Linked DNA regions of Mus musculus: all the other regions are linked to region 3. A link is a contact called in public promoter capture Hi-C data. All regions are on one chromosome and are shown on one strand. The core of a region is the stretch at or near the end of the contact, and the rest is flanking DNA. Distances in the headings are between cores, read along the strand shown.

The links. Promoter capture Hi-C pulls out the DNA fragments that hold promoters and counts their contacts.
Region 1: a promoter capture Hi-C map of liver shows a contact between it and region 3, with 6 times the contacts expected there. The contact joins the promoter of Ndufs5 here to the promoter of Mtf1 in region 3. A contact is called at or near these places in 4 of 39 promoter capture datasets (hippocampal neurons, liver, neutrophils and 1 more) and 1 of 484 Hi-C or Micro-C datasets (B cells).
Region 2: a contact with region 3 is called in a promoter capture Hi-C map of pre-B cells, with 2.7 times the contacts expected there. The contact joins the promoter of Oscp1 here to the promoter of Mtf1 in region 3. A contact is called at or near these places in 12 of 39 promoter capture datasets (the 3T3-L1 cell line, 3T3-L1-derived adipocytes, the C10 cell line and 7 more) and 1 of 115 datasets of contacts at active chromatin or transcription factors (large pre-B cells).
Region 4: a contact with region 3 is called in a promoter capture Hi-C map of pre-B cells, with 2.9 times the contacts expected there. The contact joins the promoter of Stk40 here to the promoter of Mtf1 in region 3. A contact is called at or near these places in 3 of 39 promoter capture datasets (3T3-L1-derived adipocytes, liver and pre-B cells), 1 of 484 Hi-C or Micro-C datasets (B cells) and 1 of 115 datasets of contacts at active chromatin or transcription factors (extraembryonic endoderm stem cells).

What each region holds. Positions count from the first base shown.
Region 1 is chr4:123,716,823-123,719,522 of GRCm38.p6, forward strand. It overlaps Ndufs5 (NADH:ubiquinone oxidoreductase core subunit S5), which reads right to left and starts at 1,364. Exons shown (of 3, transcript NM_001030274.1): 1 at 1,291-1,364.
Region 2 is chr4:126,057,194-126,059,893 of GRCm38.p6, forward strand. Oscp1 (organic solute carrier partner 1) reads left to right here and starts at 1,372. Exons shown (of 10, transcript NM_172701.3): 1 at 1,372-1,599. The coding sequence starts at 1,488.
Region 3 is chr4:124,801,111-124,803,810 of GRCm38.p6, forward strand. Mtf1 (metal response element binding transcription factor 1) reads left to right here and starts at 1,439. Exons shown (of 11, transcript NM_008636.4): 1 at 1,439-1,533. Inpp5b (inositol polyphosphate-5-phosphatase B) reads left to right here. Exons shown (of 24, transcript NM_008385.4): 24 at 1-401.
Region 4 is chr4:126,102,579-126,105,278 of GRCm38.p6, forward strand. Stk40 (serine/threonine kinase 40) reads left to right here and starts at 1,379. Exons shown (of 11, transcript NM_028800.3): 1 at 1,379-1,568.

The DNA.
Region 1 (2,700 bases), core at 114-2,613, 1.1 Mb before region 3:
TAATTAAAACTTTAAAAAGTACTTTGTCCACCGGGCAGTTGTGGCACATGACTTTAATCCCAGCACTTGGGAGACAGAGGCAGGCAGATCTCTGAGTTCGAGGCCAGCCTGGTCTACAAAGTGAGTTCCAGGACAGCCAGGGCTACACAGAGAAACCCTGTCTCGAACCCCCCCCCCCAAAAGTACTTCGTCCATTACTGTAACAGTCTATTTACTTCTATGTTTTTCCTACTGCTTTTGTTTTGAGAGCAAAATCGAGCAGATGCTAGTTAACTGCTAAAAATAAATGAACAAGTCAAATTAAAATTTTGTAAAAAAATAAAAAAAATCAGGAAATCTCAAACAACTTACACGTACAACTATAAAGCAGTGGATAGATTCTGGTGCTCAGTAGAATATGACATACATTAAGCAAAAAGAACATATGGAAAATACATAGTAAAGTTGACATAGAACAAAATAATCCCAAACGACAAATGTGCTTAAGAATGGAAAGCAAGCGCAGCACCCACATCAAAACCATCCTGTACGCGGACATTTAGGTGAATTTAATTTATAAAGCTCCCTCCCATTCTTTTAGTCATTTACTGTGTATGTCAGAGGCAAATGGGGGAAACGGCTCATCATAAGCACTGGAGACCCACACTGGGAACCTGAGTAAGAATTCGGGGGAGGAAGCCATTGGGAGAATAGAAAAAGTCCCAGAGGAGGATCTACATCGCTCTCTCTCTCGCTCTCTCTCTCTCTCTCTCTCTCTCTCTCTCTCTCTCTCTCTCTCACACACACACACACACACACACACACACACACACACACACACACAAACATAGACAACAGAAGTTATGACAATGAGGACGGACAGAGGCTCTGGAGCGGCTGCTGAGCCAAGTGCACAACAGGAAGAAAGTAGAGGGCTCTGGGGACCAAAATCAGGATGTGGTGCACGCCTTTAATCTCAACACTTGGAAGACAGAGGCAGATGCTTCTCTGTGAGTTCAAGGCCAGCTTGGTCTACAGAGTGAATTCCAGCCTACACAGAGAAACCCTGTCTCAAAACAAAAACAAAAAGGAGCGGGATGTCAGGGTAGGAAGGAGGCCAAGGCAGGAGTCCGGCAGACGGTGGATTTGCTCCGGAGGGCCGGGGGTGGGGGTGACGACCTAGTTACGGGGTGAAGGGAAGGCAGGAGGACACGCCCAGACCTGGGCCACCCACAGAGAGAGGAAATGTGTCAAGGAGCTAATCCTGAACGAAACTTCTTGGCTGTGCGGACACAGCAGCGCCTACCGCACCTCTGCAGTGCCCTTGTCAGGTCCCTGGTGCAATTCCCGACCGCCGGCTGCGGGAGGACGCAGACGCCTGCCGTAAAGGACGCCCGCAGCACGACATCTCCAGAGCGACGCCGTAAATCAACCACCGGCCGAGGAACTGTAGAAACCAAGCACAGCGGGTCTGCGCCTGCGCAGCAAGCAGCCCAGCCTCCAGACGCTGACAGCTGATAAACCGACTTTCCCCATACTACTGCGCCCGGTAGTGAGTTCTCCCTTTCAGCACTGTCGTGACCGTTGATTGTTGTGCTACTTGAGCAAGGTCACACTCGAGAAAGAGTAGTGCTTCCCTCACCCCAAGGAAATGTGGTGATTAAAGCTCGTGTGCCGTGACCCCAAAACTTGTGTGACTGTTTCCCAGTTTCACGGTGGCAGTTTCCCTTTTTGGTAATAAACATAATAGCCGGGCTGGAGAGACAGCTCAGAGGTTAAGAGCATTTGTTGATCTGGGAGAGGTCCTCGGTTTAACTCTAGATTCAGGGGACCCAACATAGTTCTTCTAACCTCAGCAATACCAGGAGCACACACATGGTGCACATACATGAAGACAAAACTCTCGCACATAAAGTAAATCTTAAAAGAAAGATAATAGTGCCTAACGTGGTGGCTCAGGCCTTTAAATCACAGAAATTAAGAAACGGAAACAGGTGGATGTCTATGAGTTCTAGGCCAACTAAGGCTACATAGTGAGATCTTGTTACAAACAAACAGCTATAGAGTTACTATAGGGACTTCTTTATACTGTGACATGATGAAAACGTTCTTTGATGTATTAGCTGACATTTGCACCAAAGCAATCAGAAAGCTGAGACAGGAGGATGTATCCTCTTGAGTTCAAGGCTGGCCTGGCCTATAAGACAGATGCTGTGCCTGCGAATGAACAGTTTCTGGAGAAAATTCCCGAAGTCCATGTGGTGGGTTCAATAGGAATGGCCCCCATAGATTCACGTGTGTGAATGCTTGCCTCATAGGCAGTGGCACTATTAGGAAGGGTGGCCTTGTGAGAGTATGTGTGGCTTTGTTGGAGAAAGTGTGTCACTTTTGGGGAGGGATTTGAGGTCTCCTATGCTCAAGTCAAGCCTAGTGTGGATTAGTCTCCTTTTGCTGCCTGTTGATCAAGATGTAGAAATCTCAGTTCCTTCTCCAACACCATGCCTTCCTGCATGCTGCCATGCTTCCTGCCATGATGATAGTGGACTAACCTCTGAAACTGTAAGCCAGCCCCAATTAAATGGTTGCCATGGTCACAAGTCTTTTTACAGCAATAGAAACCCTAGTAAGAGAGTCCACAATTTATTAATTTCATTCAATCACTCCAACTTGCTCCACTCACCCCCTTCCATCGGCTGGATGTCCCATATGAAACTGGTTTCA
Region 2 (2,700 bases), core at 122-2,621, 1.3 Mb after region 3:
CTTCGGAAGAGCAGTCAGTGATCTTAACCGCTGAGCCATCTCTCCAGCCTGATTTTTGTTGGTTTTAAAGACAGGGACCCAGTCCTGACTGTCCTAGAACTTGCTATGTAGACCAGGCTGGACTCTGCTTACAAAGTGCTGGGATCAAAGGCAAGTGCAGCCACACCTTGCTGCTCTGTCTTGACCCTATCCAGTCTGACAGTACACAGAGGCAAACTCTGAAAGGGACCGTGTTCTGCCAAAACTTGAGATAGTGTTGGAAGCTGGGCAGATAACAAAATGCATAAGGCCCACCAGAAGATAAAGATGTTTATTACAGGTGGGGCTGAGGTGTTAAGCTCATGTGCCGGGTCACAGCACTCCCAGAGCCTGAAGCAGGTGGATCTCCGAGTTTGAAGCCAGCCTGGTCTACAGAGCAAGTTCCAGGACAGCCAGGACAACACAGAGAAACCCTGTTTCAAAACAAAACAAAAAGGTTCAAGTTGTACTAGACAATTTTAAAAAGTTTGGCTCTTGGGAGGAAAGAAAAACGACTAGAAGGTGTGACGTGGAGGATGCCACAAGCAGGAAGGAAGACATTGAAGGAATGAGCTGTGTTTTGTAAGCGGCGCCTTTTGAAATTTAGTCCAACAGCATCAGAGCAGTGACACAGAGGAACGTAGGAATGCAGAAAGGGGAATTAAGGAATGCGAGGATTCTACAAGGAAAAGGAGGAAGTGGCTGATTATTAAAGGAGGTGGATGTAGGTTCCAAAGCTCAAGTCTCAAGATTGCTGTGGCTGGAGAGAGAAGTGCTTAGCAGAAACACTGATGACGAATCGTCTGAAAAGGTCCAGCCGTAGGTGAAGAAACGCGAGGGTGCTACTTAAGTTGCTAGGAGGGCCGGGCTGGGTTGCCTCACTGAGTAGTAAATCCGGCGTAACATCGCTTCCAGGAGGGGTTAGAAAGGAGACAAATGATATAACTAATCGAGATGAGGGATTATAATAACTCAGAATGCCTTCGTGGCGCTTGCCATGACCTCACTGGTTCCTCTGCACGTCCCTGGGAGATAGTTCACAAATCTGCCCGCAGCACAGCAGGCCATGGCGGACCGGGACGCTAGACGACTCTAGGCGAACGACTCCGAAGACGCTGGGGTTGATTTTCCTAGTTTCCGGTGCGATGGCTGGGCCACGGCAGATACGCGCGGCTGGCTGGAACGCTCCCGGCGACACCAAAGCTAAACTGGAAAACTCAAAACCAGCGCTCCCGGGAGGCCAAAGGTGCGCGCCTCCGTTTGAACCAATCCCCTGAAGCGATCTTTGTCACTTAACCCAATAAGCGCCGGTCTTCGGCCACCTCCTATCAATCCACCATGTGATTGGTTCGCCTTTCTGTTCCCGGCGTTGCCCCAGCAACCGGGCTATGGACGCGTAGGGGCCTCCAGGCTGCTAAATCACAAACCCTGGGGTTCTTCCTTCATCTACCCTGCGGGTTTCCGGCACTATGTCGGTTCGGACTCTGCCGCTGCTCTTTTTGAACTTGGGCGGGGAGATGCTTTACGTCCTAGACCAGCGACTGAGGGCCCAGAACATCCCCGGAGACAAGGCCCGCAAAGGTAAGTAACGCCCCCGCAGCCTTGATCTGTTCCCTTCCTCACCGCACTAAATGTCCCTATACAGAACCGCAGCCTAGCACCAGCCCCCCTCCAACCTCCGTCCTGATACCCAGGCCGACCGGCACCTGACCCCCTTCCCCTCATCCCAATAGCCAAACCGATGCCTCTGCGCACTTCTCTTTGACAGCCGGGTATCTTTCTCAAAAGACGCAGAGCCCATGCAGTTGGAAGCCCTCCGGAGTCAAATTAATTCTCCAAAAGAGCATTTCCCCACAGAGAAGCCTAATACATTGGACATACTTACAGTGCCTGAGCCCTCGATTTCCCAGTCTCTGGAAATCTGTCTATTTCCAAAAGTAGTTACAGTTGACAAGATACTTTTGGCAGGTATAACCATCCGTTAACCCCCACAAAACAGATGGGGACGCCCGCGTCTCTGTCCTCCTACGTAAGCAGAAGCCTGGTCATGCTCATTTCAGAAGCCATTTCTAGAAATGTAGGGCCCCAAAATAATATAGATAAGAACGAAAACATGCTTCTTGATTTTGCAAGTGTTGGAAGGGGTTGCAATTGTGAAAATACTTTTGGAAGGCTTATAAAATGCAAAATTATGCCATGTGTAGTGCAGAGAGAAACGACCACCCAAAACACGCTGCCAGTCTATCTTACTTCTCAGCAAACAACTTTGTTCACCAAATTTGCTGGGCTATTGTATTTGTAGGCAGAGGAGTAAACATTTATCTAAAGGACAACTGAACACTAATGAAAGCTCGATTTCCTCCCAACAGCTTATGTCCCCTCCATTGATGTTAAACAGGCACATTCAGATGGTGTGTCTGATTTTGTGTAAGTGCATACGTAAACAGACAAGAGAACCCTCTGGACCACTCCCTTCCATTCATTCCCAGCCTTGCTACCAGGGGCTTTACAAAATGCAAATATGTCTAGTGGGGCTTTATAAAATGCAAATATGTCTAGTATGTCTCTCCTCAAAATTGCCGACAACCTTCCACTCCTGTCTAAATGGAGACCAAGTCCTAGGCAGAACACGTTGGGGCCCTCCGATTAGGACACTGTCTTAGTCAGGGTTTCTATTCCTGC
Region 3 (2,700 bases), core at 189-2,688:
TAACTGTACTTTGCCTTATTCAGCCAGCCTCCAGGACATGCAGTCAGTGAGTTCCCCATATCCCGTACTGAGCATCTCATGGTCAGATACTTGGACTAACTGAAGTCCCTGAAGGAGAATGGCTTGGGGCGGCAGGACTCTGCTTAGAGGTTCCTGGATAAACAACTTTTAGCCATCCAGATGCTTCCACTGTCCAAGCCGCAAACATGTTCATGCATAGGGCACCTGTTCCCTTTCTGCTCAACTCCAAGGCCTCTCAGTCGCCCCCAAGAGCACTGAAGAAAGGGGGTTCTGGTGAAACAAGTGGGATTTTGTAGGATATTCAGTCCTCCCAACTGTATATAATGCAGCACCTCTCATATATGTAATATATTTTAATGAAAATGTATTTTTAATGGTGACTATGGTTCTCTCTTTTTTTAGTTATGTGTATGTGTGTGGTGGTGGTGGTACATGCATGTGTGAATGTGCTAGGAGAGGCCAGAGGCTCAGATCTCTCTGAAGCTGGATGTGAGCCATCTAATGTGGGTTCTGGTTTCAAAAGAACTCTAAGGTCAGAGCAGTCAGTTGGTCTTCTCTTCCCCAATCCTCCTCTCTCAAGAGATGGTAGTTCCTGGCAGCTAGTCCTTTGTGGCTTAAGAACAGAGCAGCTGATCTGTGGCATGCTGGTGCGCCAGAGTCACTTATTCAACCTTACTCAGAGGGAATGGCACAGCAGTTTGGGCCTGAACCCTGATCTAGCCTCTAAGAGCACTGCTCCAACGTAAACATTCGAGAGAAGTCGTTCATGGGGTAAATAAGCATTAGCTTATGTGAGAGTCTAAAAATTACATATACAGGAATATAATAGAAACACGAGAAAAGTATCTTCTTGGGCTTTGAAATATTGCTACCACCGAGTGGATTTCAAGGGTGGGTAGGATAAGTGTTAAGAGCTGACAGGGGACTGGCCAGTAGGTGGCGCTGACCCTTTCTAGAGCAAAAACCCTCCTTAAGGAAGGTTGGAACCGCTAGCTCCCGCGGGCGCGTGAGAACGAGAAGTTTCTGGAGGGCTCTGCTCAGCGTTCCGGTCCTGGGGGGGAGCCTCAGCCAGGTGAACTATGCTGCGTGGGTACAGTGGGGCGAGGAGAGGGATGCCGTGGGCTGGCCTACGCATCTGGAAGGCGGCGGCTGACTGCAGCCTTCTTGCTGCAGCTGTGGACGCAGCTGGGGCTGAGAACACCTCGACTTCACCGCTGATGTCGCGTATCCTCCCGCGCTCGAAACAGCCCGCTCTCTATGGTCAGCTTCCCGGTGCGGCACCGGAGCGCCAGACTCCACTCGCTCCGCCCACAGCCCGCTGGGGAGAGGCGCGGTCTCAGCCCCCTGGAGAGTAGAAGCCAATCACGAACAGCAGCAGGCCCAGGGCTCCCCGGGCCTCTCCTTCCTCCGGAAAGCGGAAGCGGAAGTGACGCTAGGGACAGGTGGGGGCAATCATGGTGCCGCTTGGGAGGGGAGAAGCTGCTGCTGCCGCCGTTGCCGGGAGCCGCGGAGGTAAAAGCAGAGGCTGGACTCGGCTGGGGCTGGAACTATCCGGGGGGTGCGGGACTGGGGCTCCCTGCCGTAGCCATTCCCGGCTGAGACTTCATTCCACTCACCCGAGGGACCCCACCCCTCCTCCGTTTCCATGGGGATGGGTATCCAGCCCCCCTTCTCTGTTTCCATGGAGACCCGGACCCTGCCCCTCTTAGCCCAGCTCGTAGCCCCCAGACTGCCTCGGGGTTTTTCTCTGTAGCCCTGGACTAGGGGTGCTTTCCCGGTCAGGGTCCTCATGCTAGTCTCTCAGAGGTGCTGGGTTCGCAGTCCTCGGCCACCCTCACACCTCCTGGTCTTGTTACAGAAAGTTGGTCTCTGCGTTTCCCGGGGCAGCCCACCGGGTCTCTTATCTCTCCTCTCAGACACCGAGAAACGTGTATTTCTGGGGTTGCGTAAGCAAAGGTTCGGGCTGGTTCCTCTCAGATTAGATCCCTTGACCTGTGCCTGGTAACTACCTCGCCTGCTTGTCACTCCGGCTAGTAAAGGCTCACTTTGCCGACTCTTGAGCTGAAGAGAAAGTGCAGAACCAGGTTGAGAACTAAGTGATGTGCTGGTTATTTTAAATTCTCCTTTTGTGTCTGCCAAACCCACATTTGTAGAACCTGTGTGTTTTCGGGTGAAGGAGGAATCACCATTCCAGACCATGAAAGCTTCAAATTTGGTAATTTCCTCAAGAGGCTATCTTCAAAAAGAGACCGTCTGCATGTCTGTCATTCATTTTGCTGATATTTCCTGAGCTGCTCGTGTCAGTATTGCTTATGTTAAGTCAGCCTTTCGGGTCAGAAAGCCTAGTCACTCTGTACAAGTGTACTCTCTGGTCCAGATCATGTTTTACGATATAAATAATTAAAGTGATTTGCATCAGCTACTCCTTATTAGGGTTTAGCCCCTCCACCTGATGTGTTCTAGAAATGACAGAAGGAAGCCACCCTTTTTCTTTACCTGCAGTTTCTCTTTCTGTATGAAACAGGAAGCCCTGGTCCCACTGTAGAAAAGCAGGCACGGATAGGTTGTCCAAGCAGTAAAGGGCAAAAGGAGGGTTTGGAGGTGGTTATGTTCAGAGTGTTGTTTCTGCACCACCAACTACATGAGGCCGTGGCACTGCCTCACGGTGTGTTTGCGGGG
Region 4 (2,700 bases), core at 129-2,628, 1.3 Mb after region 3:
GGAGCAAAGTGGGCCGGCCTTCTGGATGCCTGCCTTTGAGTCACGTGCCTCCTAGAGGTTCCCCGACTGAGACCAGTGGGCATCTATAGGGTGTGGTTAGCTGGATGTGAAACTCCTTGGGTCCTCCCATGGTTGGTGTAATGTGTTATCCCCACTTGGGCAGCCAGGATTTACACTGAATTACCTAGTTTGTAAGTGATACAATGGGGATTCAAGCTCTAGCCTTTTTGGAACCCACGAAACTTTCTTCAAACCACAGCCCAGCCATTATTAGCTGGGTGTCACGGCAGAGGTTACCCTCTCTCTCTGAGTGCTACCTTCTGCATTTGTTAACAGGTCTCTAAAAGTGCCTCATTTTGCATAAGACAGGGCCTTAGGAGCTGGTATCATTACTAGTTATTCAGCATTATCTGCAGCTGAATGGCCACCAAGCCAATCAAAGACATTAAGAAAGGATTCAGGCTGGGACTTCATTATGAAGACCAGCCTTCGGTGTCCTAGCAGGGCTTAGTCGTGTCCACGTGTGTCTACACGTGGATCCAGAATGACCCAGGGGAGGGAAGAGTGTCATCAAGTACACTTGTTAACTCTGAGACAAAGGAGTGGGACTATGGCCGCTGGTACTGCTGCCACCGAGCCCTTCTGGCCGCTTCTACACGGCAGTGGACGGAAGCCAGGATTTTCGAGGGCCCCCAGTGAGTCACCAGACTGATGCAATCCCTTTAAAGGGCTCATCTGCTGGTGCAAGAAGCTGATTCATGGAGGGCGTGGCTGCTGAAGGAGGAGAAAGGACGGAAACTGGCAGGAGGGAGTGAGGTAGACAGCCGGCTGAAGTCGTTCATTGGAACTCTTCACTGCAATCTCCCTGGACAAGACTCTAGGGATGTCCAAGATGAACTTGGCCATCTTTGGGGTTTCTGAAGGGCCTAAAGTGAAATGAATTGTGACAGTAGCGACAGCCAATTCTTGACTTCTCTTGTACCCAACTTCAGCACTTTCCCACACAAATTTCCAGAAGCCGAGAAATGGGGAGCAAAGAAAGACTACTTTTCTAAAGAATGCAGTGCAGTTGGCGGGTTTTGCAACCACTTAGAGACGTCCCCAACCCCAGCAAGGAGAGCATAAGTCGGTGAGGTTCTGCAGAGCCAAGGCGGACCGGCGCCTCTGTCCCAGTCCCACTGTAGATGTAGATTAGCGGTAAGTACCGCCCCCTGACTGTCCAATCACTTTACAGATTTCGACCCAGACTCCACCCAGAACCAATTGGCGATCTTATCTGGGCTTCCTGCCTGAAGGCTTCCGCCCATCCTGAAGATGGCGCACCAACCCCAAACTCAGGCGAGGGGGCGGGAGGCGGGGCCGAGAGCCTATGCGTCACTTCCGTTGTCAGGTGGCGGCGCCGCAGCCATGGAGGGAGGCGGCGGCGGCAGCTCTGGCGGCTGCGCTGGGAGGCGGCGGTGAGCGGCTCCCACGCCCCCGGCCCGGCCCCGGCCCCCGGGACGGAGCGCCGAGCAGCCCCGACTCTGGGCTGCGGACTATGGGCAAGGAGCGCTGATTCCCCGGGAAAGGTGAGTTCGGGGTCCCGGGACGCGGAGCCGGGTGGGGGCTGCGTGCTGGCGGGGCGGGCCACCGTGGCGGAGGGACCCCGGTGACAGCCCGAAGCTGACCGGCGCGACCAGAACGGCTATAGTGAATTCCCCCTCCGCCACTGGAGGTCTGTCCTTCCCGGCAGCGGGGGCGTCGGCTGCCGGGAGCCTCGGTCTTTTGCCGCAGCCCTGGGAAATGGGCACTGCTCGCCTTGCCCAGACCCACTCAACCAGTCATCGAAGCAGCCGGCGTTTGGCCCGCTCTAGTTTTTCTCCCAGAGAGACCCGCTCCTCCTCTCCATGCTTCTCTCCTGACCTAGAGAGTGACTTGAAAGTTAGAACGAGTCCCCAAGGAGAGCCAGCCAAGGTTTTCCTCCTGGAGCCCTCACCCGTTGGCACCAACACCATCGCTGCTGGGGAATTTTCACATCCTGGGCGGCGTTCAGGTGCGAGTCACAGCAACCTGCTTGCCAGATCCACGTTGGGCCGGTCTTCACCGTGGGAGAGCTTGCTGTGGTCAGTGTTTCACCTGCCATCCTGGTCAGGCCCGCCCATTCCTACGATGCTTGGCCCCACCTTTCAATCTTGGGTAGGAGCTTTCGGATTCCCGGTGGCTTCTCCGTCCACCCCCACTCCCCCAGGTTGTTGGCAGAAGGAAGAGCTGACAGCCACCTTCGGTGGCAGGATAGACTTTGCTCTGTTTTAAGTCACTGGAGGAAACCGGTTGGCTTTGCTGGTTTTGAGAATCATTGAGGAAGAGGGTAGTCACGCTGGGCTGGGCGCCTTTCCCTCTCGGCTGAGTAGTTTTGCATGAGATAAGGAAGAGCAAAATCCTATAGCCCTTATTTATAAACAACGTTGTGAGTTCCTCCTTAAAGGCCCTGTTATTTGATTGTGGATTAGACTATCTCTGCCAGAGATAGTCCCCATTCATTCATTCATTCATTCATTCATTTTTCTCATAACAAAAGGGCCCTGCCTGTAGAGCCTAGTGCTGTGTAGTATTCGTAGGCTTTGGAGGCTCACTCCTTAAAGCCTGGGATTAAAAGTGTGTGTCAACCTTGCTCTGGACTCCTTAAATTCAGATTCTGGTGCCGCTGCTTTCTGGTTGCCC